Linked DNA regions of Mus musculus: regions 1, 2, 3, 4, 6 and 7 are each linked to region 5. Evidence: chromatin contacts called from public HiCAR-type and promoter capture Hi-C data. All regions are on one chromosome and are shown on one strand. The core of a region is the stretch at or near the end of the contact, and the rest is flanking DNA. Distances in the headings are between cores, read along the strand shown.

The links. Promoter capture Hi-C pulls out the DNA fragments that hold promoters and counts their contacts. HiCAR-type assays count read pairs that join an accessible place to other places.
Region 1: a contact with region 5 is called in a promoter capture Hi-C map of liver, with 4 times the contacts expected there. The contact joins the promoter of Eef2k here to the promoter of Ndufab1 in region 5. A contact is called at or near these places in 1 of 39 promoter capture datasets (liver) and 2 of 115 datasets of contacts at active chromatin or transcription factors (astrocytes and pro-B cells).
Region 2: a contact with region 5 is called in a HiCAR-type map of astrocytes, with 5 times the contacts expected there. The contact joins the promoter of Arhgap17 here to the promoter of Ndufab1 in region 5. A contact is called at or near these places in 2 of 39 promoter capture datasets (embryonic stem cells and liver), 2 of 115 datasets of contacts at active chromatin or transcription factors (astrocytes and embryonic stem cells) and 2 of 9 other capture datasets (adipose tissue and liver).
Region 3: a promoter capture Hi-C map of liver shows a contact between it and region 5, with 2.8 times the contacts expected there. The contact joins the enhancer-like site here to the promoter of Ndufab1 in region 5. A contact is called at or near these places in 4 of 39 promoter capture datasets (the 3T3-L1 cell line, liver and pre-B cells), 1 of 115 datasets of contacts at active chromatin or transcription factors (embryonic stem cells) and 1 of 9 other capture datasets (adipose tissue).
Region 4: a promoter capture Hi-C map of the HPC-7 cell line shows a contact between it and region 5. The contact joins the promoter of Polr3e here to the promoter of Ndufab1 in region 5. A contact is called at or near these places in 2 of 39 promoter capture datasets (the HPC-7 cell line and pre-B cells).
Region 6: a HiCAR-type map of astrocytes shows a contact between it and region 5, with 4 times the contacts expected there. The contact joins the promoter of Uqcrc2 here to the promoter of Ndufab1 in region 5. A contact is called at or near these places in 4 of 39 promoter capture datasets (the C10 cell line, liver and pre-B cells), 2 of 484 Hi-C or Micro-C datasets (cardiomyocytes and liver), 2 of 115 datasets of contacts at active chromatin or transcription factors (astrocytes and cardiomyocytes) and 1 of 9 other capture datasets (adipose tissue).
Region 7: a contact with region 5 is called in a promoter capture Hi-C map of hippocampal neurons, with 2.6 times the contacts expected there. The contact joins the enhancer-like site here to the promoter of Ndufab1 in region 5. A contact is called at or near these places in 6 of 39 promoter capture datasets (the 3T3-L1 cell line, the C10 cell line, hippocampal neurons and 2 more).

The regions. Positions count from the first base shown.
Region 1 is chr7:120,841,228-120,844,791 of GRCm38.p6, forward strand. Eef2k (eukaryotic elongation factor-2 kinase) reads left to right here and starts at 1,604. Exons shown (of 18, transcript NM_007908.4): 1 at 1,604-1,873. Gm36449 (a long non-coding RNA gene) reads right to left here and starts at 2,284. Exons shown (of 2, transcript XR_378468.3): 1 at 1,372-2,284; 2 at 1-293.
Region 2 is chr7:123,368,451-123,372,089 of GRCm38.p6, forward strand. Arhgap17 (Rho GTPase activating protein 17) reads right to left here and starts at 1,465. Exons shown (of 20, transcript NM_144529.2): 1 at 1,304-1,465. The coding sequence starts at 1,356.
Region 3 is chr7:123,337,250-123,340,863 of GRCm38.p6, forward strand. All of the region lies in intron 1 of Arhgap17 (Rho GTPase activating protein 17), which reads right to left. Among named protein-coding and RNA genes, the nearest start is that of Arhgap17, 31 kb to the right of the region's middle. Within about 2 kb of position 1,437, at least 22 of the 459 cell types and tissues checked have an H3K27ac peak or open chromatin away from gene starts, as enhancers often do. A contact at or near this core is called in adipose tissue and liver, where this site is marked.
Region 4 is chr7:120,916,499-120,919,909 of GRCm38.p6, forward strand. It overlaps Polr3e (polymerase (RNA) III (DNA directed) polypeptide E), which reads left to right and starts at 1,280. Exons shown (of 21, transcript NM_025298.4): 1 at 1,280-1,412. n-TLaag4 (a tRNA gene) reads left to right here and starts at 1,019; the gene lies at 1,019-1,100.
Region 5 is chr7:122,100,300-122,104,006 of GRCm38.p6, forward strand. It overlaps Ndufab1 (NADH:ubiquinone oxidoreductase subunit AB1), which reads right to left and starts at 1,549. Exons shown (of 5, transcript NM_001360744.1): 1 at 1,356-1,549. The coding sequence starts at 1,523.
Region 6 is chr7:120,633,017-120,636,718 of GRCm38.p6, forward strand. It overlaps Uqcrc2 (ubiquinol cytochrome c reductase core protein 2), which reads left to right and starts at 2,173. Exons shown (of 14, transcript NM_025899.2): 1 at 2,173-2,306. The coding sequence starts at 2,274.
Region 7 is chr7:123,291,664-123,295,415 of GRCm38.p6, forward strand. It overlaps Arhgap17 (Rho GTPase activating protein 17), which reads right to left. Exons shown (of 20, transcript NM_144529.2): 17 at 2,809-3,042; 18 at 373-542. Among named protein-coding and RNA genes, the nearest start is that of Arhgap17, 76 kb to the right of the region's middle. Within about 2 kb of position 2,403, at least 23 of the 459 cell types and tissues checked have an H3K27ac peak or open chromatin away from gene starts, as enhancers often do. A contact at or near this core is called in hippocampal neurons, where this site is marked.

The DNA.
Region 1 (3,564 bases), core at 354-2,853, 1.3 Mb before region 5:
CTGGCTGAGACTTAAGCACACTGGCTGTGCTTCAAGAAGGCCTGGTTTTAATTCCCAGCACACACATGGCAACTCACAACTGTAATCCCAGTTCTGGACAACCAGACACTCTTAGACAGACATGCAGACAAAGCGCCCATACACATAAAATAAGTAATTTTTAAAAGGTGGATTTTTGGCTCATGGTTCTGGAAGTACAAAGTGTAGAGGATGTTTCTGGTGTTTTTGCTGGTACAACTTCAAGGTGGTTCAGGTCTTCAGGTCTTTAATCTGAAAGCCCAGGCCAGACAAGCCTGTGGCAGAATAGATATTATGGTGTTTCTCCTGTCAGTAAGTCTATTAACAGTTGCTTTATTAAATGAAATAGATCACACCCTTTCCTAACTGTGTCCCTGGGCAAGATACATTCTTTATAAGTCTCAGTCCTATGATCTGTACAATACAGCTAGTCGTGCCTGCATACCTTATATAGCTGACTGCAGCTGGATGGACAAATAGCTCAAAATGTGCAACTGTTTAGATTTTTACTCTAAAGTATACGGTGAGATATGACCTCAAAGTACACATGCCTGCCTCCACTGGTTTTCAGTCTTTACATCTTCCAAGGGCTACCTTCCTTCCATGCACTGCACCAGATTTGAGTTTTGAGAAAGGGCTTCACCATGTAGCCCAGGCTGGCCTTGCTTTTCTGGGGACTGCAGAGGTCTACCACCATGCCCAAGTTCCCACCCATTAAGCACTATGTGCCAGGCCCTAGGCTCAGAGTTAGGAATACTGTGATTTTTCCCTCCAGAGAGTCCAGGAAGGCTTGACAAAGATTTTTCTTTTTTGTTTTTGTTAAGACAAAGTTTCTCTGTGTAACAGCTCTGGCTGTACTGGAACTCCCTCTGTAGACCAGGCTGGCCTTGAACTCACAAAGATCCTTCTGTGTCTGCCTCCTGAGTGCTGGGATTTGCCACCACCGCCCGGCCCTGATAAAGTTATTAATTAAAAATTATAGAAATAGTTGGAATTGTCAGGTAGGCCGAACTGTATAAATTTAAACCGAATATATGTTTATATACAAATATTAAATTTAAACAAAAATATATAGGTTATATATTAAATATTTACATATACGTGTATAATTTTCTATACTTATATTTATAAATTTATATGTAAATATTAAATACATATGTGCTTACCATGAATTTGGATTCTTTATGAGTTTTTAACACAATTTTTGTTGTTTTGCCCCCTCCTGCTCCTTCGTTACCCCTCCCTCTCTTGAAAGTGTTAAATTTCTTCAAAATTATGTCATGAAATCCTTAAGATTTCCCTTTTTTTTTTTTTTTTTGAGACAGGTTTTCTCAGTGCAGCCCTGGAACTCACTGTGTAGACGACCAGGCTGGCCTTGAACTCAGAAATCCGCCCGCAGTCTGTCTTCCAAGTGCTGGGGTTAAGGGTATGCGCCACCAGACACACAGCATGAAATCTAACGTTAGACCCAGGTGTCTAGGAAGCGTTCAACAGGCGGGGGAGCCAGAAGACAACACGGCGGCTGCATGGAGGTGATGGCCACCCGGGGACGGCCACGTGAGCCCGGGCGTGCGCCCCGTGCGTCAGTCCCGCCCCAGCCCTGGTCCCAGCCTCCAGCCTCCAGCTCCAACCCCAGCGGCAGCAGCCCCAACTCCAGCCCGTGCTCGGCTCCAGCGCTCCGACGTCTTCAGGCGCCCCACTGCGGCTGCGGGCCTGGCTCTCTGTCGCCTGCGCTTTGTACCGGGGATTCTCCTCCCTCCCTGCACCCTGGAGCGCCCGGCCGCCAGCCTTTGCCAGCTCCTTGGGATCCTTGCGGCCGTGGGCAGCAGCTGTCGCGCCTGCCACACTGTGGGAGGTAGGTGACGGGAAGATGGGGAGCCCGCGCGTCCCGCTGCAGCAGCCCCCCGAAAGGCCACTGGGGCGCTTCTCTGGTTGCAGAGCTTCCCCCGAGGCTCAGTGTTTGCGTCTGTAAGGAAGGAAAGAAAGACGTTGGCAAGCGGTGAGCGCAGTTCTGGTTGCACCAGGCAGCGCACGCGGGCCTCCGCCCGGGTCTCCTCTGTGCCTCGGCGAGCCCGCCTGTCCCCCTGAAACGCCCAAGTAACATTTCCCCTCGCCGGGTTCCCCACACTAGAGGCCTATGCGGGCCTCAGTTCTCGGAACCTCGAGGTCTGAGCTGCATACGCCCTTGCAGCATTGTTGGTTGAGGGAGTTGGGGTGTTGGCAGGCGTTGGAGACTTGTGCGCCAAGGGGCTGAGCATTCGTATGCAGTTGGTGGCGCGGGGGCGGGGACCTCCTGGGTGAGCCCTGGGCCAAAACTAGCTAGTGTCGGCTAAGGGGATTGCGGGAAACCTGCCCAGCTGCGCCCTGTGTGTGACTGATCGCGTGCGTTTCGGAAGAGTGAGATCTGACTTGGGAATTCTCCTTGGGGGAGTATTTCTGCGTCCTCCGCGATGAGGCGCTCCCTGGCTTGGGACCACTGAACAGATATTACGGAGGAGAAAGCCGAGGTCCAGAGTGGACCCCAGATCCTCAGAGGCCAGGTAGGGAATGTAGAGTAAGTAAACAAGGATTGTGAGTGTAGGGGTTAAGAGTGAAGTTTTGGGAAGACTTCCCGGGGAAGGTGCTGTTTGCTCTGTGAGGAGGACGAAGCCAGTGGAGGGAGTGGGTCCAGGCCGTGTTCAAACCCCGACCTTAGACAGCTAGCTCTTCACCCCTCTCTGCTGCGGCAACAGTTCCTGGGAAAGGAAGGCTAGCGGGGAGCGACTCCTTTGTTCCAAAGAACTGGGTTCTTTTGAGAGTCTGAGCGCGTTAGGCGTGACTTTCCTGAATGGCTCATGCCACGCTGTTTCACAAACATAGTATTTTCAAACCTTTTACCCTGCACTGATCAGACTCGCCCCAAGAGATCTTGTCATCCACAGCTGGCAGCTGTTAATTCCCCCCTGGGAACGGCCTGTAGGAACCTAGGGGTGCACGGCAGGATCGAGTTGTTTTTAGGGTTCCTTCTCTACCTTAATTTCTATTGTGAAGGAGAAAAACTTCAGGATCAGGCACAGCAACCAAGTAGCAACAGCCTTTAGGAAGGCTTTAGTTGGTGAGAGAGGCAGCTGCAGGAATCAGTTACCTCCAAGTCCCAGGGTGCCACCGGGTCTACACCTGGGATGATCCTGGGTTTGAGCCTTAAAAGCTTGTTGGATGAGGGCCTGTGGGGGGGTGGGGGAGCATGGCCGGCTCAGAGGGTGAGAACACTTACCTCTGAAGTGAAAGGGGAAAGAGCTGTAAGATCATGGGGACTCGGTTGCCCTGGCTGAGTGGCTCACCCGTGCCACACCATCTCCTGGGCATCCAGTGTGCTCTTCTGACTTCCACAGTCACCTTCGTGTTCACACACACACACACACACACACACACACCAAATTAAAGAGTATCTGACTAAACTCTTGCAACCAGGGTCTACAGGTACAGACTACAAGGCTTCGGAGAAAGAAAAGGGTTGAGTCAGTCGCTGCAGTACGGTAACATTTCACAGGCTGAAGAGTCAGAGGT
Region 2 (3,639 bases), core at 215-2,714, 1.3 Mb after region 5:
CATAAAACCAGCAACTTTCCCTTGTCCCACACAGGACGAAACCTAATCAATAACAAATCTAACAAAGGCATTGTGGCAGCCACTAAGTTTTGATTCTGCCATGCATATCTGCAAGGAGTACAAGACTCACAAGAAAATTATCACTTCTCATCATATTTCTTGTTCATGCCATTAGGATTACTCGCCTTGACCCTAGTCTTTCTCTAACTCTACACGCAACAAAAAACTAGGCATGTGTGGGTTTAAGGGGCAGGGACTGAGTCTGGATAGAGGATACCAAGATTACATGATGGAGGGATTTTTCTTCCCTTCTATTTTTCTTTTTAGAAATTCAATAACAAAACTTAGCAAAAGGTTGGGGGAAATGAAACATTGTAAAAAGCAAATTTAGAAAACCCAAGAGGAAGTAAAAGTATTTTCGTACACATAAAAAAAGAAGTGTCTCACGTGCTTCAACCAAACCAAACTGTCCTTAACTGCTAAGGGAGGAGGGTAACAGCAAGAGCTGTGAAAAACCCATCTATCTTCGTGCAGAATAACCAGCAAATTGGTTCGGCAAAGCTATCCGCCCTGCAAGACCTTGAAATATTTGTTCCAGATAGCACAGCACATGACAACAGCCTCCTGAAAGCTCTAAAAACCGCAAATCGTTCCTGTTCTACAGCCTACTCATCTACTGTCCCTCCTGTATTCTTTCATTAAAAAAAAAAAAAATCAGTTTCTTGTCAAGCACTCACTCAGTGTCAGAAAATACCACATCCAAGGTGAGATGAGAAAAGGCATCCTTTTCGCTTTCCAAACCTCTAGACCTCAAGAACTCACAGCAAACTCCCAAAAGCCTGGATTTTGAGACTGCAGTTCTCGATTCCTTCACAGAGGGGAGGGGGGCTGAACTTAACTGGGCAAGCCACAGTAGCCTAACACCCCTTAGGTTCCCAGTGACCAGCAAGCTCTTCTAGGAGGAAGGCTGCAACAGCGGATCAGCGGGGAGAGCCTGAGAACACCGGCCCCAAAGCTGCGCGCCTGGCACTGCGAGAGGCACACAAGTTTACGGAGTTTTCGCACCAGGCGGCGAGCTCCGGCTGGCGGGGACAGGGAGGAGTAAAGACCCTCGTGAGTCTCCCGAGGACGATGCTCCTCCGGCCAGGACAATGGGCAGCGCCCAAGCCGTAGCTAGGCGCAGACCCCCGCCCCGCGGGGCCCAAGGCCGGGCCGCGCCCGGCTCTCCCCGCTCCCCGGCTCCTCGCGCGCAGGACCGGCCCGCCCCCCGCGCGCCCCCCGCCGGCGCGACCCGCGCACTCGCCTGCCGACAGTCTGATTGGCCAGCTGCTTCATGCGGTTGAATTGCTTCTTCATGGCGGCGGCGGCGGTGGCGGCGCGGCAGGCGGGCGGAGGAGAACTGGGGACCGTCTGGCGGGTCCTACCTACATCGCTTCCCGGCCCCGGAGGCGGTGACGGAGGCTACAATTCGGCCCCGCCCCTCGCCGCGTCACTTCCAGCGTCGCCGCCCGCCCCTACCACGAGTTGGGCCGAGCCTAGCCGAAAGAGGCCGAAACCAGAGAGGTGGAACAGGTGCGGACGGACCCAACATGGGCGGAGTTAAGTGGTTCAGGGCGGGGACCAATGAGGCCGCGCCGAGGTGGGTAGAGCCGAGCCGAACAGGGTCGAAACTAGATAGGTGGAGCCGAGCTTGGTCCGGCCGAAACCGGAGAAGTCAGGCGTAGCTGGACGGAGCAGAGCTGGGCGAACTTGAGTGGAGCCGAACCAATCGGTGAGCGGAGAGGAATGGAGTTGAGCCAATCGGAGACGGACGAGAGTGGCTCTGCTAAGAAGAGCGGAGACTACCCCAGCCCGGCACCTGGACACAGCGGTTCTGAATTAGAGCTGGGCAGGATGGGCCGAGCAGAGCCAAACTTAGCTACCTACTCTAGTGGTGACAACTAGAACGCAAGTGAGCCTCGCAGATCCTGGTCCGGTCCGGCAAGGCGGAACACAGGGATGGGGTCTTGTCCAGTCGGACCCGGAGTCAGGCCAGCCCGGGAAGGGGTTTGGGGGGAGAAGAGTCCGGCCAAGCCGAGCGGAATAGTAGTCCTAGACGAGTGATGCCCGGTCAAGTGAAGGCGAACTGAAACGAGCTGAGGTTAAGCTGAGCGAGTGGACCTAACCTATAGCGGCGGGTCAGACCAGGGTTTATCCTAACCTAGCAGGAGTGAGCTGAAGCAGATCTATAGGGTGAACCAGCTCCGCGCCCTCAGTACTTGAACTGGTCCATGGGAAAGGCCAAAAGAGTAGGGTCAATCAGATGAGGACCCCCAGACTCCCCAGCCAAAGGAGACTGGCCTTCCCTAGGCCCCTGCACTGATGGGCCTCTGAGTCCCCGCTGCCATAAATGACCGCGAGGTTCTGATTCCCAGCCCTACAGTAACAGGCTGGGGAACTTGGTGGGATCATTTCGCATTGCTGAGCCCTTTCGTCCAACTGAGCCAAGTTAGTTTTATGACCCGCAGCCATGTCCTCCTGACTTGGCAGCCTTGGCTCCACACAACATTCCCTGTGCCCCGTGGGCTAAGGCATCCTTTACAGGCTGTGCGATGGTTTAAAGTGTCAACGTGACAGAATCTAGAATCACCTTGGAAACAAATCTCTGTGTGTGTCTGTGAAGAAGTTTCTACATCAGGTTAATTGACGTGGGAAGATCCACTCTAAATGTGGGCCACAGCATTCCATCATCTGTGGCCCCAGACCGCAGAAAACTAGCTGAGTTAGGAGCTTTCGTCTCCTTCTGCTTTCTGAACGTGGAGGCAGTGTGGTCTTCCTGCGAGCTGCCTCAAAAAACTGTCTATTGCAGTGCCTTCCCCATCATGGTAAACATCCCTTCCTAGAACTGGAAGCTGGTTTAAATCCTTCCTCCCTCACATTGCTTCTTGTCCTGCATTTTCTTAAAACAGAGAGCAAAATAACTAATGCAGGATGCATCTTGAGCTCAAAGAACAAGAAAATTAAAAATCTGTAGCGATTACAACACAAGTGTGGACCCTCAAGTCAGGCAGCAAACTGCAAGTCACCAACATTAATTACAACAGGAAGTGTTGAAATAAGGCTTTGTTTTGGTTTGGGTTTTTGTTTTGTTTTGTTTTGTTTTGTTTTTGAGGAGTCTCATAGCTGAGAATGGCCTTAAATTACTGATCCTCCTGCCTCCACCGGCCAAATGCTAGAATTACAGGCTTGTGGCACCCCGTCCAACAAGATTTATTAAAGCAAGACAGACAGGACTTCAAGACCATTTGCCAAACCTGAGTCAGCCATTGAGTCACTACATTCAGATGCTACCATGAAACTAGACAGTGGCGACATAGGCCTGAAAACCCAGCTACTCAGGAGGCTGACACAGAAGGATCACAAATTCCAGGTCAGCCTGGGCTACAGAAAGCAGTAAAAGAACAATGCAGAACAGATGTTGTCATCCTATCAGGGAACACTGTACAGACTTCATTCAGTTCCTGTACCAGTCATGCGCTAGCTTACCAAGTGGATGGCGTGGATTTTAATGTCAATTCGGTCACAACATGGACAAGTCAAAGTTTTAAGACGTGAGTGTGGAGCTGATCCTTATGGAGTGTTGCTCAGACTTGCCGGGTA
Region 3 (3,614 bases), core at 187-2,686, 1.2 Mb after region 5:
GCAAGGAGAAAACATAAGTATTTCCAAACTGGTTGTGAGCCACCATGCGGGTGCTGAACTCAGGACCTCTGGAAGAACAGCCAGTGTTTTTAACCGCTGAGTCATCCATCTCTCCAGCTCCTAGTACTTCCAAACTGGATCATTCAACTTAGAAAAGCAGAGTTTTGTAGTGCACAGTAGCCTCAAAGGGAAAGCTCTAGCTGGTTTGACAATCCTCCCATGGACTGACTCGTGGGCTGACTTATAGCAAAGCTACTGTCATGGTGGCACCTGCACAACAAATGCCACTGTTGAAAATGCCCATGCAGTCTCCAAGATGATCACTACTACATAAACAGGTGCCTAGAACATCTGCCACGGGACCCCCAGGGCTTCCTGGTCAGACTAGAGACCCAGAAGTCCATCCACACCATCATAGTAAGCTGTGTGCTGCCGTCAGTGACCACTGCTGGCCAGACTGAGGCACTCTAGCATCTGAGAGCAAGCAGCCATCCCTCCTCCTGAGCACCGAGTGCAGAATTTACCTGCCATGCAGCAGGGACTGGGGAGATCCTCACTGTATGACGGACGGGTGCCACCAAAACCTGACTTTTACTTCAAAAGAGGCAGTAAAACAATTCCAATGTAACCAGGCAGAAGAGCGGCTGTGGCACAGAGGACTGCCTTCCCCAGCAAAACCCACGGCCACTAACACAACTAGGGCAGTACTTTTCAAAATGAATGTGTTTAAAAATGAGGAGGAACGAAATGAGCATGGTGGTGTCGGCCTATATCTCGTGCTCACTGGGGAGGCAGGAAGTCAGGAGTTCAAAGTCATCCTCAGCTAACAACAATCAGTTTACTGCCAGCCTCGGCCTCAGTAAGATCGTGTATCAGAAAACCAAAAGAGTAAGTGCACCTATATTACTATAGACGTTTAACTTCTAGATTAGAGAGGAGGGAAATCATCCCTCGCTCCTGTCACTCCACACTGCAGGTGAAGCTACTGTTATCAACTTACACATCCTTCACTCGAAATCTAAACTAGTGATTCCCAACCAGAGGTGACTGTCCCCTTACCACCACCCCAACCTCCCAGGGACATCTAGTGTGGACTTGCTGTGCTGGGAGTGCAAGACGACCTCCACTCACCGCATCACACTGTTTTCTCCTTACCAGTGCTGACCAGGGGCTGAGTTTCCAGCTGCATTAGCGCCCACTGCTGCTGAACACCCTGCCACACACTGAGGGCTTAGAGGATACAAATGCATTATTAGCTTGCAATTCTAGAGGTCGAAAGTTCAAAGCAGCACTCGCTGGGCAGAAACTCAGGGTCAGCACTGCCAGGCTCTTTTCCGGACAGTTGGAGGAGAATCCACTTCCTTCCTTCCCCAGCTCCTGGAAGCCACCCGCATTCCTTGGTCCTTTCCTGTACTGTGCAGGACAGCAGCAATGGACACCCTGTGCTTTTCTTCCCAGTCACAGCTTCCTATCAGGACGCTCAGTGACTCCCTCCTTCCATGGCTACCTGAAAACCCAGTGTCACTGCTCCTTCTATCTACGTGGAGCCTTGGCTCCCCTCTGCCATTACAAAGTCATACATGCACAAGTTCTGGAAACTACCGTGTGGACACCTGTAGGGACAGCAAGTATCCTTTTGCCAGCCACAGGCCCTAAATATGAACAGTGCCAAGGCTGAAGAACCCGATCCCAGTGATACATTGACACACATATAGAATCATGTGTATGTGACAGCCATCCACACAGGTCTGACAGGCAGACATACCTGAGGAGCATCCTCATAGGTCAGAGCCCTCAGGCCTACCTTGTAAATACCTGTATGTGCCCCTGCCTGTTTAAACACACTGAGGCCACTACATGAAACTAAGGCAGTGCTTCCCAAGCCCCCCTCCCTGTGGAGTCTACTTGACCATGACTAAAGACGGGTCCAGGGTATCAACACCCATATCACAAACCGTTCTGCCAGGGCTGCAGGAGCCCTGTAAGAGCCCTACTGAGAGCGGAGACACCACAGCTAAGACAGCCGGTGTATCTTAGGCACAGAAGAGCTGTCTCAGCTGGTCTCTCCCTCAATTCTTACATCAACTCCATGAGGTAAGAGCTTCTACCAGATGAGCAAAGTAAGGCTGTGGAAGGAAACTTGCCTATGGCCACCCTATCAGAGGCAGAGACTCTGATTCAAACCCAGCATACTTCATCCTGCAGCCTTCTCCTTGTTTATCCAAGGGTTCAGCAAACTACATCTGCAAGCCAAAGCCAGTCAGAGAAGAGAGTTTTTATTATTTTTAAATAGTTTTTTTTTTAAAAGAGGAATAATGTTTTATAGCACTTGAAATTCAAATGTCAGCACGTGCGATCAGGTGTGTGTGCATGCTCGCACTTGTGTATACATGCATGCATACATATGCATGTGTGTGCACATGTGTATGTTTGTGATGGTCACTGTTAAAACTTTAACTTGCCACAACTTGAAATCACCTGAGAAAGCCTCAGCTGAGGAACTGTCTGGATCAGGCTGATGTGTGGCGTGTCTGTGGGTGATCAGGCTGACGTGTGGCGTGTCTGTGGGTGGTCAGGCTGACGTGTGGCGTATCTGTGGGTGGTCAGGCTGACGTGTGGCGTGTCTGTGGGTGGTCAGGCTGACGTGTGGCGTGTCTGTGGGTGATCAGGCTGACGTGTGGCGTGTCTGTGGGTGGTCAGGCTGATGTGTGGCGTGTCTGTGGGTGGTCAGGCTGATGTGTGGCGTGTCTGTGGGTGATCAGGCTGACGTGTGGCGTGTCTGTGGGTGGTCAGGCTGACGTGTGGCGTGTCTGTGGGTGGTCGGGCTGATGTGTGGCGTGTCTGTGGGTGATCAGGCTGATGTGTGGCGTGTCTGTGGGTGATTATTTTGGTTGATTGATACAGAAGAACCCAGACAGTTGTGGGCAGTGCTATTCCCTAGGCAGGAGATCCTGGACCACATACGAGGAAGAAACAAGCCTAGAGCAAAAGTGGCAGCAATGAGCAGACGACATGGGACATCTGTCTCTGCCTGCTCTGACTGTGCATTTGGAATGATCATCCGCTAAACTCCGCTTAACTTCTCCTCAAAGACAGACTATAATCTGGAATGTCAAACTAACTAAACCTTTTCCTCCACCAAGATGCTTTTTTCAGGGTGTTTTCTCACTGTCTCAGAAATGAAGCTAGGATAAACAAACACAGTCTATAAATAAAGTCTATTGGAATACTGCCAGGCCTAGCACTGCCACTACCAACGACTGTTAGGGGTAGAGCTAAGATCTACCCCCAACAATCATCAGAGCTCCAGGAACTCACTAACAGGGTCTTTATGGAAAGTGCATGCCAACCTGGTCCACATCAGCAGCTCTGACCAGGCACGGCAGAGACCTCGAAAGCTAGCCTTTCAGCATCATTCTGTGGACTAGTATATAAGGAGAGTATCCACTACATTTTCTTTCTCAATATTTTGCATTATATTCAAGATGTGCCTACTAACTACACTGAATGGTGGTGGCTGAGCCGATCCAGCCCTGAAGCAGAGGCACATCTCAGGGATAGTCAGTGGTGACAGAACCAATGAGAAAGTATGCGTGTCTCCTCACCCCTCCCCA
Region 4 (3,411 bases), core at 30-2,529, 1.2 Mb before region 5:
ACAACAAATGAATATGTATGCATGTTCAAATGTAAATGCAGAAATGAGTTTAATTCTAGGTGGTGGAAATATGGGGTGTGTGTGACTATTTTTTTTTTCATCTTTTTCAGTGTTTTAAAATATCTAGGGCTGGTGAGATAGCTCGGTCAGAAGGTAGGTAAACACACTTGCCTCGAAGCCTGACAACCTAAGACGCCCCCACAGGGTGGAACAAAAGAACTTATTCATCAGGCAAGTTGTCCTCTGACCTCCACGGCCCGCCCCCGCCCGTTCCCCACTCCCAAACAAATAAATAAAGTAAACGTAAAAGTCTGTATGGGCATATTAACATGCAAAGATACTTAAAAATAAAGTCTGGTTAAAAACAAAAGCAAAACAGAAAATAAATCAAAAGTATAGTGAAAAACCAGCCAGCTGTATATCTCTATGTGTTACTGTGTTAATATTTATATACCAACCCATTCACAATATGAACAAAACTATTTTCTATGGAGATAAACATTGACAGCAAAAGAGCAGAAAGGATGTACAATCAGCCAATAATGCTGGGTACTAGGAAACTAGAGCAAGTCAAAGCTCGAAGAATCTTATTTTGAATATTACAAAGAATATATTTTATCTGCAAAGTTTTAAAATTGTTTGTGTACTAAAAATTTAAACACGTAAATTTTCAGATAGAACTCTGCAGACCTGGGGTTACAGTTCAGCTCTGAGAGCTTGGTGAAAGTTACTGACAGAACCAGACATCGAATTCGGGTTTTTGAGTGTCTGAGTGGCTTAACCTGACACCTTAACCAACTGACTCAGAACGCAAAATAAACTATCCTTTGCTTTAAAACTTATTTGGAACAAGCTTGCATCTAAATACTTTTATTTCAATAAGTGGCATGATGATAATATTGTTTATGGCAATTTCTATCGGCAGGAAATAAAATAAATAAATATAACTCCAAGAATCGAAAGAAAATATACGTGTCAATCCAATAAGTAGCTTCTTAGAAAACGACGTCAACAGCTGGGTAGTGTGGCCGAGCGGTCTAAGGCGCTGGATTAAGGCTCCAGTCTCTTCGGGGGCGTGGGTTCGAATCCCACCGCTGCCAAGGCAGGCTTTTTCTTTTGTCTCAGCGTCTTTCGCTCTAGGTTCCTTCTGCGAGCGCAGCGGCGACCCCTGCTGTCGATGTGCGCTCTCTGCACCACGAGCAGCTCGCCGAAGGGGCGGTCCCGCGCGCGCCGGGGCGGGGCATTGTGGGTAAGAGGAAGCGCGAGGGCCGGCCCCGCTCCCCCCACGTGTCCGGCGGAGTTTCTCCAGCAGGAACATGGCCGCTGCCTGATAGAAGACCCGGCCGCCGCCGTCTCTGCAGCCCGCGGGTCCCTGGGCCGTTCCGCCGCCCGCGCGCGGCCCCGGCGGAGAGGTGAGCCCCGACTCGGCAGCCTCGGGATCCGGGTCGCAGCCGTCGCACTCGCTCGGTGCTCCGGGCCGCGCTGCTGACTAGGCCAGACAGGCCCCCGCCGCTGCGTGCCGAGGGGCCGCGGCCTCCCGGGACCAGGGCAGGGCGCAAGGTGGCCGCCCGGCTTTCCAGGCCGCCCCGGGCCTGGGTCGCTCCGTTCGGCTGGACGGTGGGGAGACGACGGCGGTGCGGCCCGCGCTGACTCAGGCTTCGGCCGCGCTGCCCCGCCCGGGCCTGGCTCCCGAACCGCACCTGCGAGGGCACTGGTGCCCGGTGGCGTGGCGGCTTTCGGAAGAGTGGGAAGGGCGCCTGAGCACCGGCGACATGGAGAAAGCCACTGGACTCGGGGCCGCCTGCATGGGCAGGGGTCGTTGAACCTGGTCAACTCTGCTTAGCCCGAGCGGGCCCGGGACGCCTCATTCATTGATCTGTGTTTAAGCAGAGTGGCGACTGCTTCGTGGACCCGGGGACCTTCCAGTAACGGGGGATGGTGCACATACCGGGTCATCCTGGAATATTGTTTTAGAGTTCCTGGGTTTGGGAGCGAAAAGATAAGATCATACCTTTATCTGTGAAATGGGGATATGATTCCCGTGCTACGGTGTTTTAATGAGTGTAAGATGGGTGACACTCCTGCTTCTTTCATTTGTGGCTGTCTTGTTCGGTCTTATATTGGAAGAAAACATGTTGCCACGTAGCAACAGTCCTTCTAGGTTCGCCTTATCCCTTTGAAGCCGGTGTGTGGTTTAAAATAGGAAAGGACCCAGGGTTATGCAATTCACGTCGCTAATCAGCTGCTATATTGAAGAGGTAGGATTTGAACCTGTAAGGTTTTGCACGGCAGTCCAACCTCTTAACCACTACACCATACTGCCTTTTACCAAAGAGATGTGCAGCATGTTAGTTAAGAATAAAACCAAGGCTCTTGGCATCAGCTAGATTTGGATTTCTTTACCTGTTTTCTTGGGGGGCTGTGACCTTGGGTAAACCAATTCGAAGTTGGGCACTATAAATTTTGATTTGCACAGCTAATGAGAAGAGTATTATTTGGTACTATATTGATGCCTGGCATCATTAATATTTGGGAGAAAGAACTGTGATTTTTTTTTTTTAATTTTAAAAGTAATGATCCCATAACCACGACCAAGTATAATTATTATCTCCACTTAATGGTCCAGGAATGTGAAGCATAGAGAAGCCTTCGTAGAGTTTAAAGTCTAGTACAGAGGACAGCTAACACCTGACCAGCAAGCAGATCAGGAAGTTCCAGCTTAGGACCATTCAGGAAATAAGGAATTATGCTTGTAATGGAAGGGGCTGGAAGCGGCTGTTTCAGTTGAGTTGTCAGGGAACACGTCTAATCCTGGAAGGACTGGCAGTGGTTACATATAAGGAAAATGAGCATCCAGAAAATGACTTGGTGAGCCGGGCAGTGGTGGCTCATGCCTTTAATCCCAGCACTTGGGAGGCAGAGGCAGGTGGATTTCTGAGTTCGAGGCCAGCCTGGTCTGCAGAGTGAGTTCCAGGACAACCAGGGCTATACAGAGAAACCCTTGTCTTGAAAAACCAGAAAAAAAAAAAAGAAAATGACCTGGGATTGTTGTGCAGAGTGTCCTCAAGGATGCTTGGGGCTTGGCCTGTTAGAAGTTCAGTAATTGGTCACTAGGCCATGAGGAGATGCTTATGTGGAGACAGGGGTAAGATCGTGTAAGGGCTTAGGGGTCCATGGAAGGATTTGTTTTATGGGACAGTTGGAGGGTTGGGAGCAAGGCAGCAATGCTATAGTAGCATTGCTACTGACAGTCACAAAGAATGGCAGTCTCTTGAGCATTGGAGATAGGAGGGTGGAGCTAGGGAAGCCTTTTTGTTTGTTTTGTGTCTGTAACTTTTTTTTCCAGATGAGGCTTTGCTATGTTATAGCCCAGGATGGCCTCAAACTTGTTATCTTCCTCCCTCAGCCTCC
Region 5 (3,707 bases), core at 299-2,798:
AAAGCAGACAGAGAGCACACCACCTGTTCAAAGCATGGTCCCAGGACCCCATCTAGAAAGCCCACAAAAATACTTTATGCACAACTTAAGTTTGAGAAGTAACATTTTAGCTTAATCTGAAATTGGTCTCTAGATCCTAAGGCACAGCAGCTTTACTGCCCTTTTTTTTTTTTTAAAGATTTATTTATTACATGTAAGTACACTGTAGCTGTCTTCAGACACACCAGAAGAGGGCGAAATATCTCGTTACAGATGGTTGTGAGCCACCATGTGGTTGCTGGGATTTGAACTCTGGACCTTCGGAAGAGCAGTCGGGTGCTCTTACCCACTGAGCCATCTCACCAGCCCCCTTTACTGCCCTTTTAACACTTTTATAATGACAACCTTTTGGTCTAGCCAATGGGACAATGGCCTGCCTATCTATTACACTGTCGGTGAATCTCAACACAGGATGTAGAACCTTAGCTCTTCTTGTAGCGTGCAGGTGTGACTGAAACCACTACTTCAGGAAGGTCACTGAGTATGAGAATCGGTTCTTCAACTTGGCCCAAAGTCTACTACAGTACTTCCTAACCTTGCATGCACACTGGAACTTAAAACGCCATGCCAGGGCTTGATACCAGCGGAAAGAGTCAGAAGGGGAGCGGGAAGAGGGCTAGTTAGGGTTGAAAGTGACATCCTCACAGAGTTTAAGCCCCACACTGGTTTCATCAAATATGCAAACTACACAGGACTTGTTTCCTATCCTTACTTCCAGAAAGTTCACAGACAAAAGGTGCCACAGGGGGGAAATTACAATAGAACTCTGGGAACCTAGAGAATACTCTGCAGAGGACTATTATGGGCAAGTGGCTTTCCTCTTGTGTACGTCCTTGGAAGTGACCACGGTAATTGCCAATCGCAGTAGGTGCTCTACTCGAACTCTCACCTAAACTTCATTGCCACTCCGCAAGGATGAGAGCTGGTGTCCAATTTTGTTCTTCAGTCAAGACTGGGTCAAAAGCCGGGCATGGTGGCGCACGCCTTTAATCCCAGCACTCGAGAGGCAGAGGCAGGAGGATTTCTGAGTTCAAGGCCAGCCTGGTCTACAAAGTGAGTTCCAGGATAGCCAGGGCTATACAGAGTCTCGAAAAACCAAAAAAAAAAAAAAAAAAAAAAAAAAAAGACTGGGTCAAAGTCCTGTGCTCTAATCATAAGACACTTAGCTTCGCGACAGGGGTCAACCAAAACCCGTCAGGCAGTGGGGCTAGCCGTGTACCCCATCACCCCTGCAGGTTCTGTGCAGCCCCTCCCCCAACCCGGACGGCCCGGGGCCCTGACCCCTGACTAGCCCCGGCAAAGTCACCGCAAGTCACCTGCGCGAGCGCCAAGGCGGACTGCAGAGCCCCGGGTCTCCTCCGGATTCCCTCAGGGCATAGGGTGGTGCTGAGCGGCCGCGCCAAGGCCAACGTGGGAAGCCGGGGCAGCGGCGCGAAGGCCGCGGGCAGGCGGCGGACACAGGCGCAGAGGACACGAGACGCCATGGCTACGCCAACCCAGGATGCACTGCGCCGCAGCCTCCCGCCGCGGCCGCAGCTAGCGCCGTACGCCGGCGACGTACAGAGCGGCGCTTGAGGGCTGCGCGGGCGCGGGCGGACCCTAGCGGCTCCCAGCCGCGCTGCACCCACCTCCTTTAGAAGGACAAGGGCTGCTGTGGTTGCAACTGCACAAATGCCATCTAACCCTAAACACTGTCACTGACCCAAAAGAGAAACCGACTTGATTCTTCTCCCAAAGTTCTGAAATATATTGTTGGCTGTCAGTAGAGAGGAAGCGCCTAGCCTCGCCGAGACTTGAAGTAGCGAGGTACCCAGGGGGGTCCCCACCATCTCAGAGACGGAGAAGGGGATGGGGATGGGGGAAGGATTGTGGGAGGGGCTGACCGGGAGCGGGGAGGTAAAGTGAATAATTAAAAAATAAATAAATAAAGAGAAGTTTTAGGCAATCAACAATATGGGTTGGCCCACAATCAGCGAAAGGGGCACTCTCAAGCCTCAAATTAATTCATTAAATAAGGTTTTTCCTCCTAAATAAAAAGGATAGAGAATTTGAGAGGGGAATATGCTAGATTGTGAATTTTATAATGTCTAGCCTATGGGAGAAAGAGGCAGGAATTTCAGGGCAAAATCAACTCGACAGTAATTTTTTGCCTTTTCTTTGTGTCCCTTTCTGCAGAATGGTATATTAAAACTGCATCATTTTCAGAAAAAAAAAAAAAGTTGGGTGGGGATCATGGCATAGTGGCAAACAACATTAATACCATCACTCTGCAGCCAGGAGGATCTCTGAGAGTTGAAGAACACCCTGGTCTACACTGCAAGTTCCAAGCCAGCCAGGGCTACATAGTGAAACCCTATCTCTGAAAAATAAAATATGTCACGTTTCTCCCATAGCGCTAAGATTTTGTTATTGTTGTTTCAGTGAAAACTCAGTACACATTATAAGTGTGAGTTTTAAGACTAGTAGCCAAGTAGGTGTGACTGTCACGTCCTCATTCCCAACTCCAGAGGCTGAGGCAGGAGGATCATCTTATGGTGGTAGCCTAGACTACATAGCAAGGCCCTGTCTCAAAATAGATAAATAAACAAATAACCCCCCCCTCCACAAACCTCCCAAACTCCGTGTGCTTACAGTAACCTGGAGACCAGGAAATGGTGAAGTACAACAGTACATATTTTAAATTTTGATAATGCATGGATGTAGGGAATTTGCCTAGCATGACCGTTCTAGGTTCAGTCTGCAGTACAGCCAAAAGCGAAACTGGACAATGTGTGTATATTACAGATTAGGCAGGTTACTTACAGCTTTGCAGGTAGAATTCATTTTGACACTTCAGGATCTGAGACGGTGAACAAAAATGGACAAGTGAAGCCCACACACCAACTAGACACTAAGCAGGCAGACACCAAAGTCAAACTCCTGCACTAACGCACCTTCAAAGTGCCCTTTCCTTTGTTTTCAGCTAAGACTTTCTGGTGTAAGTTGAACATGCCTAGAAGCGGCCCTGTTCATCCCTCTCAATATCAGAAACGTGTACCCCATAACCTAAAAAATGTGCCTAGTACCTTCATCAATGATTTAAACTGAGCATGCTCAGAAGTCAGTGTGGGGATAAAAGTGTGATTACAAATGGGCCAACCTCCGTGTGGATATATGTGGAGGGGCTCACTGATAACGTTCCTCAGTGGCTTTGTTTAATGAGTTTCTTCCTTTGAGAAGAACCCCTTGGCTTGCCTGACTGATGCGGGCACTGCATTTTACTATGTCTCAGCTGTGCTACTGGGTAAAGCAGTGTTTCCTGAGGATCAGTCACTTGGACTAACATCCCCCTCAGACTTGACTTGACTACTTTCCAAAGAGGCCCTCTTCTAGCAACAAGTATAATAACTTTTGGAATTCACTCAGCACACAGTTAATGTAGCCTGACTTCTGGAGATCTGTGACACTAGTCTCTTGTTTAAAGATTATCAGCATAGCCAGGCGTGGTGGCACACGCCTTTAATCCCAGCAGTCAGGAAGCAGAGGCAGGCAGATTTCGGAGTTCGAGACCAGCCTGGTCTACAAAGTGAGTTCCAGGACAGCCAAGGCTACACAGAGAAACCCTGTCTCAAAAAGCAAACAAAAAAAAAAAAAAAGAGAGAGAGAGAGAGAGAGATCATGAGCATTAA
Region 6 (3,702 bases), core at 923-3,422, 1.5 Mb before region 5:
TAACATTTTTAAGCTGCCAAGAAGCACTTAAAGAACTGTTCTAAGTCCTCAGTCATCGGGGAAATGCAAATCAAAATGACCATGAGATCCCACCTTACACCAATCCTAATGGCTAAGATCAAAATTTCAGGTGAATGTTGGTGAGGATGTGGAGAGAGAGAAACACTCCACCATTGCTGGTGGGATTGTAGACTGGTACAACGACTCAGAAATCAATCTGAAGGTTCCTCAGAAAACTGGAAACAGATTTACCTAAAGACCCAGCTATACCACTCTTGGGCATATATCCAAAAGATTCCCTGCCATGCCACAGGGGCACTTGTTCCACTATGTTCATAGCATCCGTATTTGTGATAGCCAGAAGCTGGAAACAACTGAGATGTCCCATGACAGAATGGATACAGGAAATGTGGTTCATTTACACAATGGAATACTACTCGGATATTAAGAATGAGGACAATCCTGAGTTTTGCAGGCTAATGGATGAAACTAGAAAGTATGATCCTGAGTGAGGTAACTGAGACCCAAAAGGACATGCATGGTATGTATTCTCTAATAAGTGGATATTAGCCAAAAAAGTACAAAATACCCAGAATACAGAACTCAAGAAGGTTAACAAGCCAAAGACCCAAGTCCTCAATCCCACTTGGGGGGGAGGGGTAGAAAGCATTAGGAGGGGGTGGGCAGAAGGAGGGACCTGGGTGGGAGAGGGGACAGGGAGAGGAAAAGGGGAACATGATCAGGTATTGGGGTAAGGGAGAATCAGGAGTGAAGCTCTGAGAGCCAGCAGAAAAGAATAGAAACCACCCCCCTCAGATGGGGGGACCCTCAGAGACCTGGGAAGTGAAAGACTCTCAGAACTCAAAGGGAGGGACCTTAAATGAAATGCCCAACAGTGGGGAAAGGGAACTTATAGAGTCCACCTCCAGTAGAAAAGCAGGACATCAAGTGGAGGGATGGGGTTGCCATCCCACAATCAAAAACTCTGACCCAGATCGTCCCTGTCTAAAAGAACTGCAGGGACAAAAATGGAGAACAGACTGAAGGAAAAGAGGTTCAGTGGCAGGCCCAAATTTGGATCCAGCTCAAGGGGAGGCTCCAAGGACTGACACTACCCTCAGAGAGGCCCAACAAGCAGCTGACTGAGACAGAAGCAGATAGTTACACCCAACCATTAGACTGAAGTCGGAGACCCCTGCGGTTGAATTAGGGGAAAGACTGGAAGAAGCTGAGGAGGAGGAGGGCAACCCCATAGCAAGACCAACAACAGTCTCAATTAACCTGAACCCCTGAGTTCTCTCAGACACAGAGCCACCAACCAGGCAGCATACATGAGCTAGTCCGAGGTCCCAACATATATACAGCAGAGGACTACCTGGTCTGGCCTCAGTGGGAGAAGAGGCACCTAACTTGAGAAACGAGGCCCCAGGGAGTACTGAGGCCTGGCGGGGGCATCCTCTTAGAGAAGGGGTAGGAGGAATGGGATGAGGAACTGTGGGAGGGGCGGACCGGGAATCTGGCAACGACTGGACTGTAAAAAAAATAAAAGTAACCAAAAACATTTTTAAGCAGCTATGCGGCTTCATGAAAGCAGTGGTTCCCGAATTAGTCTCAATCATAGTGTAACACACGAATGATTTGTGCCATATGTCTGTATCACCAACAGTTAAACATTTTTAAGTACAATAGAAGACTATATTAAGTCCCTGATTATACACACACGCGCAAATTTGCGCGAGAAAATTTCACGAGATTGAGTCCTTGCTGGTGACGATCTCCTTGCGGCAAGGAGACCTACAAGTGTGTCGATCTGTTCGACGAGACATTCGTCCTGCCAGTTTCTGTGAACTCGGTCACCAAGTTCGCGGTACCGGGAAGACTACAGTAAAAGTGGCGAGGGACGACCTCCGAGGAACAGGGAGTGCCGACGACTCCCGGACTTGCGAGGACTCACGGGCAGGCCCAAGACGGCTGGGGTGACTGTGACGGCTGCAGACGCAGCTGGGATTACAGGCTGCATGTCTTTTGCAGAAAAAGAACTCAGAAAGGATAACCTACAAAAGCTGCAATCTAGTCCGGGAGACCTCTAGCCTCTCCCCAGGAGCTGGGCTCGTCCCGCCTACCGGAGCAGTAGAGCACTGCATGCGTAGAGGGCCGCCGGTACAAGGGGGCGTGGGCAAGCTCGCAGTGCACACCGGGAAACTCGGTCCTCCGACCCCATCTTGCTTTGCTGTCTGCAGCGGTGACCGTGGGAAAGGGCAACTGCTAGAGCCATGAAGCTCCTCAGCAGGGCCGGGTCCTTCTCGGTGAGCATGGGACGTGCGTGGGGCAGGGCTGGGGACGCTTGTCGGCCACTCAGGAGCTGGGTGCGGAGTGTGCGGCCTTGGCCTCAGGCCTGGGTCTGCCCTTCAGGTAAACCCCGCGGAGAAGGGGGCTGCCAGCGAGCCGAGGCCTGGGAGGCTCGGCGGGTCCTGTGAGCAGCCGAGAGCTAACGCGGGGAAAGCGGAAGAGGAGGGTGGCCTGGAGAGTGGCGGAGAAGCGGCTCTCGGGAGATTCCTGAAGGTCACTCGAGAAGCAGGTAGGGTGTAGGCCAACGCCACCCGGGCCGCCTGCTTCCCCTACCTACGACCTCTGCCCCTGGGTTGATCCCGAGGCGTCGGTTTCCCCAATGCGTGCGAGTTTATTAAATTCACAAACGCGGTGCGCTGCTTATCTCAGTGCCGGCACCTTCGTTCCTGTCAGTACTCAGTCCCCGCATTCCTTAAGATGCTCGTTTTCTCGGGGTCCCATTTAAAGGCTTCCTCCAGGAGGGGCTCTTGATCTTTCTTCAAGACTAGCCCTAAAATATGTAGTTGTCACTTGCGGTGAGGAGAGGAGTACCTCATGTGTGTCAGCACGTTATCACGCTGGAATCGTGGTTTTCAAGAGATGAGAATGGGAGCATTTAAACTTCAACAAGGGCTAATTTGCCCCTACTAGCCGGTCACATGCGGAGCTTTTTATTCGTAACCACCTGTTGAGAGAGTGCTTCTAGCATCTAGAGGTCAGCGGTGCAGCTAGACATCCAACCATACAACAGCAGCCCCTACAGCACAGTTACAACGCGGAAATGCCAGGAGTGTCTGTGTTGAGAGACGACTAGACAGTGATACACCAGGCCTGGGCATAGTGTTTCCTTGTGCTTTATACTTACATATATGTGTTGTACAAATTTAGGCTGCAGTTGTATTCCTTGTGCCTAGACAGACCAATTGCTAGCAGTCCTTAGAGAGCAGGACTTTCCATGTGTTATTAAAACAAAGTAGAAATTGTATCTAAGTCTTTCCTGAAAGGAACCCAAAAGAAGCAGGAGATTTTAAACTTCACTACCCAAAAGCACAGAAGTGGAAGTGTGGATTATTCATATGTGGACTGTTACACTTGGATGTTACAGGAATTACATCTTGGGCACAGCTAAAAATTCACAGCTAAAAATCACAAGTGGCTGCATATACCTTATCCAGCAAACTAAAATGAAAATGACACAGTTAATTATATTCATAATTTACAAGCAGGACTGAAGGGATAAAGTAGTAATTCCATGAACAGGTGAAAACCAGCAGCCAGATTAGCCCAGCACTGACTGAGTGTTCAGCATACAGCAGTCTGGGCAGTGCCGAGTAGGAGCATTATAGAACTTTACAGGTACACTTGACAACATGT
Region 7 (3,752 bases), core at 1,153-3,652, 1.2 Mb after region 5:
GACAGGTGGGAGCTGTTTAGATTATATTACTCCAAAACCAGAAAACCCTGACCCTGCAAGTCTGGCTCACGAAGTTTAGTATCAGAGGCTACGGTGGCTCCTAAACAGCAACGACTTGGAACACCAACCTCCTAGAAACCCAGAAGTGACTGCAGAATTCATTTCGGCTGTTGACCTTTACAGTTCTGCATTTCTTTTCTCTATGCTTTCAGTTTTCGTCAATGCTTTTTCCTCTTTGATGACGGATTTTCCTGCTTGTTACTTGTTAACAGGCATGAAAAAGACTTCTCAGAGTCTTCCCTCCTGACCCTTTGCAGTAGCTCCCAGAAGTTCTTATACTTTCCCCGAGCACAAGGAATGTGGGACACTTACCCCGACGCAGAGTGTGCGGGCTGGGACCGGCTGCACTGTGAGGTGTGCTTACTGAGAGCTGATGGGAGTTGCCACCTGTCTGAGCCTGGTTTGGGACCGTGGTCATCTGGTTGCTGTTCCTTCCTGCTGCAGGGACAGCTGCAGACACGGAGTCTTTGGGTTTTGGAGGACTGAGAAGGGTAAACGTGAAGTTACAAGTCAGAGGTCAGGCATTCCCTGGTAGAAGCTAAGCACATAAAATCTAGCTCATCCTTGTAGGGGGGTTGGGAATGTGAAGTTCCAGGACTTCTTACAGATACCAAAAGTCAAGGCTGTGGCAGCCCTGTATACAAAATGGCATTAGAACCTAACTGTCAACACCTTCCTGAGCCACCTCTCATAACAACCAAGACAGTGGAGAAGCTACCGGAATGCCGGGTATGCTGTACCGTCTGGAGAATGGCAGACAAAACAAAACAGTGTCTAACACAATGGGGTTTTGTTTTTAAGATCTGTGTGTGTGCTACATGTGTGCAGGTATGCACAGACGTTAGAGGAGGACTAGAGTTACAGGTGGATGCAAGCCTGTGGGTGCTGGGAATTGAAGTCTGGTCCTCTGGAAGAGCATCGGGTATTTTAAGCACTGAGCCATCTCTCCAGCCCTACAGAGAGAGTTTGAGAAATCATCGGAACCCAGAGAGATGAAGATTATCTGACATTTTAAAGAGCTCGGATTGGGCAGATAAGTAGATCTTACTCAGAGACTAGGCATTGAGATTCCCTGTAACAGACTAAGTTTCAGCTCCTTTGCCACAGAGATTAAGGCCAAGCATCTCAGAGCATCCACAGTAAGCCTCATGTTCTGTTTTGCATGTCCTTAAATTGGGTGTTATTTTAAGCAAATGAGGCTTGGGGACTTTTTCCTAGCTGTTGTACAAAAGTAACAAACATAAAGCAACTCTGCCATCAGTTACCTGGACTGAGGAGCTCTGAGGAGCTGCCCGATGACAGCCTAAAGCTGACAGCCAATTCAGGCCTCCTACTTCCCGGCTCACAGCTTTCTATACCAAAGATCACATTTTGTCAAGGTCACCAAAGGGCAGATGCCATTGAAGTGTGCACAAAGATATTTCAAGTATAGAAACTAGAAGGCAGACTGATGGCTGACACACACTCCTCTTTCTGCAGACGGCTGACTACTTCCTTAAATATTCAGCTTTGGTTAAACAAACTGCATGTCATAAGGAAATTGGCTTATCACTTGGACAAACAAAAACCATTTACTCTAAAACCAAGGCCCGCATGTCGGAGTGGTCACTGACAGCATGGTACCTCCAGCACATTCCTAAAGCACAGCCAAGACTTCTTGACTGAAAGATGGACTTCCCTAGATTACAGGACTCATGGATGAACATAAGCACTGAGTCCAGCTACGGCGATAAAACAAGAGTCCTGTGCTCTCTCTGACGTCTACTGACATACCTTGCAAGTGCTCCGACCTGAGCTACATCCTCAGCCCTATGCTTTAGTTTTTACTTTGAGACAAGGTCTCACTGTTACCCAGACTGGCCTTGAACTTGTAATTATTCTTCCTTCCAAGTAACTGGGATTATGGGCTAACCACCAAAAAGATGCAATCAGAGTTCCGCAAGGAAACCCATCTGTGTGATAAACCACACATGGTAAACAGGCTTTGCTTTGTGCACATGTACTGCACACATATGCACATTTGTGCATTTGTGACCATGGGGCACTGTGTGGCTGTCCAAAGACAAGGACTAAAACAATGACAACTGAAACATCAGCACTTGGGCAGGGCTCATCTCCTGTAGAGCCACCAGATCTGAAGCAGAGATCAGTCCTGCAGTGGCCTCTGCTTGATCAGTGGAGAACTGGGTGGTACAGAGCAGAAATCTCCAGCCTGAAGGCCTCGTAAGGTAATCCCTGTGAAGCCCAGCTCCCAGCATCGTGTCAAAGTTCAAGCAAATGAACAAGCCTTTTCAGAACACATGCCACCTTACTTTCTTTCTTGGACCCGTGTGCCTAAGGGGTGGAGGGACCCTTAGTCACCCAGTGTGCTGGCAGCCTGGTGCAACAGCAGCTATTTGGCAACTCTGTGCAACTGAATGTAATTATTAAATGAGCAAACGGATGACAAATGGCAAGAATCCTGTGACTCAGCTAGCGCCCAGGCAAAGGGTACGTGAACACTGAGAGCTACACACTGAACAGGTAGAGGCCGAGCACACCATTAGACACCTGTTAGTCTCTACTTTCCAGCACCAAAGCACACCAACATGTGCTGCTAAGCAAACAAGCAATTTGCAATCTCTCTCCCCCACTAACCAAAGGAGTGAAAGCAACTTTGGTTTGCTCTCTGCCGCCACGCCAAAGATGGCCACTTGGAAGTAGGCAGGGGCATCCAGCCTTGTCTGCCAGCAGAAGTGGGCTCCTTACCTGCTGTCACCTGGGCTCAGCCCCTGCTCCAATATGCCCGTAGAAGAGAAGACAGGCCCACCCCCTGAGCTGCTGTCAGCCCTAGAGCTCTGAGAAGGGGGCTCTGGGCCTGCTGGAGCCAAGGCGTTGCCATCCGTGGGCGGGAGTGGCGGCTGGAAAGCGGGGGCTATGTGCTTTCTATTTAGAGTGCCACCCCGCCGGTGGGCCTGGAAGTCCATTAGCTTCACACCAAAGCTACACAGAGAGAAGAAACAGTCAACACACCACACATGCCGACTAGAGAGACAGAAGCCCGCAGGTTCTCACTGTTAAAACCACTGAAGGGACGCCGCCCACGTTGCCCAGCATGCAGGTAAGTGGCAAGACATGTCAGCGGTCATCCCAGTTACCAAAGCAAGCACCTGGTTCTGGCTTTGAACCCTAGCAAAGCCAACCTCACACACTGATCAACAGATGCCCCTGAGCAGGTGGTGTGTGCAGCTGAGAGCAAGCAGGCAGCCTCATGTCGAGTGACACAGTTCTGTGCCGATCGATCGATCGAGTTCCCATCTCACATGTGAGGAGGTGGAAGCCACATCCATAAGCACACCAGTGGCTGTGCAAGGCCACACCACTGCCCCTGAGCTTGCAGGAGACACAGACGCAACTGTGTGTATGTGTGCATTTGGCTGAAAGCTATGGATAGCTGGAAAAAACAGTTGGTTTCTGGTAGGATGGCGTCTGGAGGATGGGGCAGAAGGAACACACTCTTCATTCAGAGCATTAGGGTCTGCATTGCCAAACCTAATTTTCTTTTTTTTTTTTTTTAAGATTTATTTATTATTATATGTAAGTACACTGTAGCTGTCTTCAGACACAAAAGAGGGTGTCAGATCTCATTATGGATGGTTGTGAGCCACCATGTGGTTGCTGGGATTTGAACTTAGGATCTTCAGGAGAGCAGT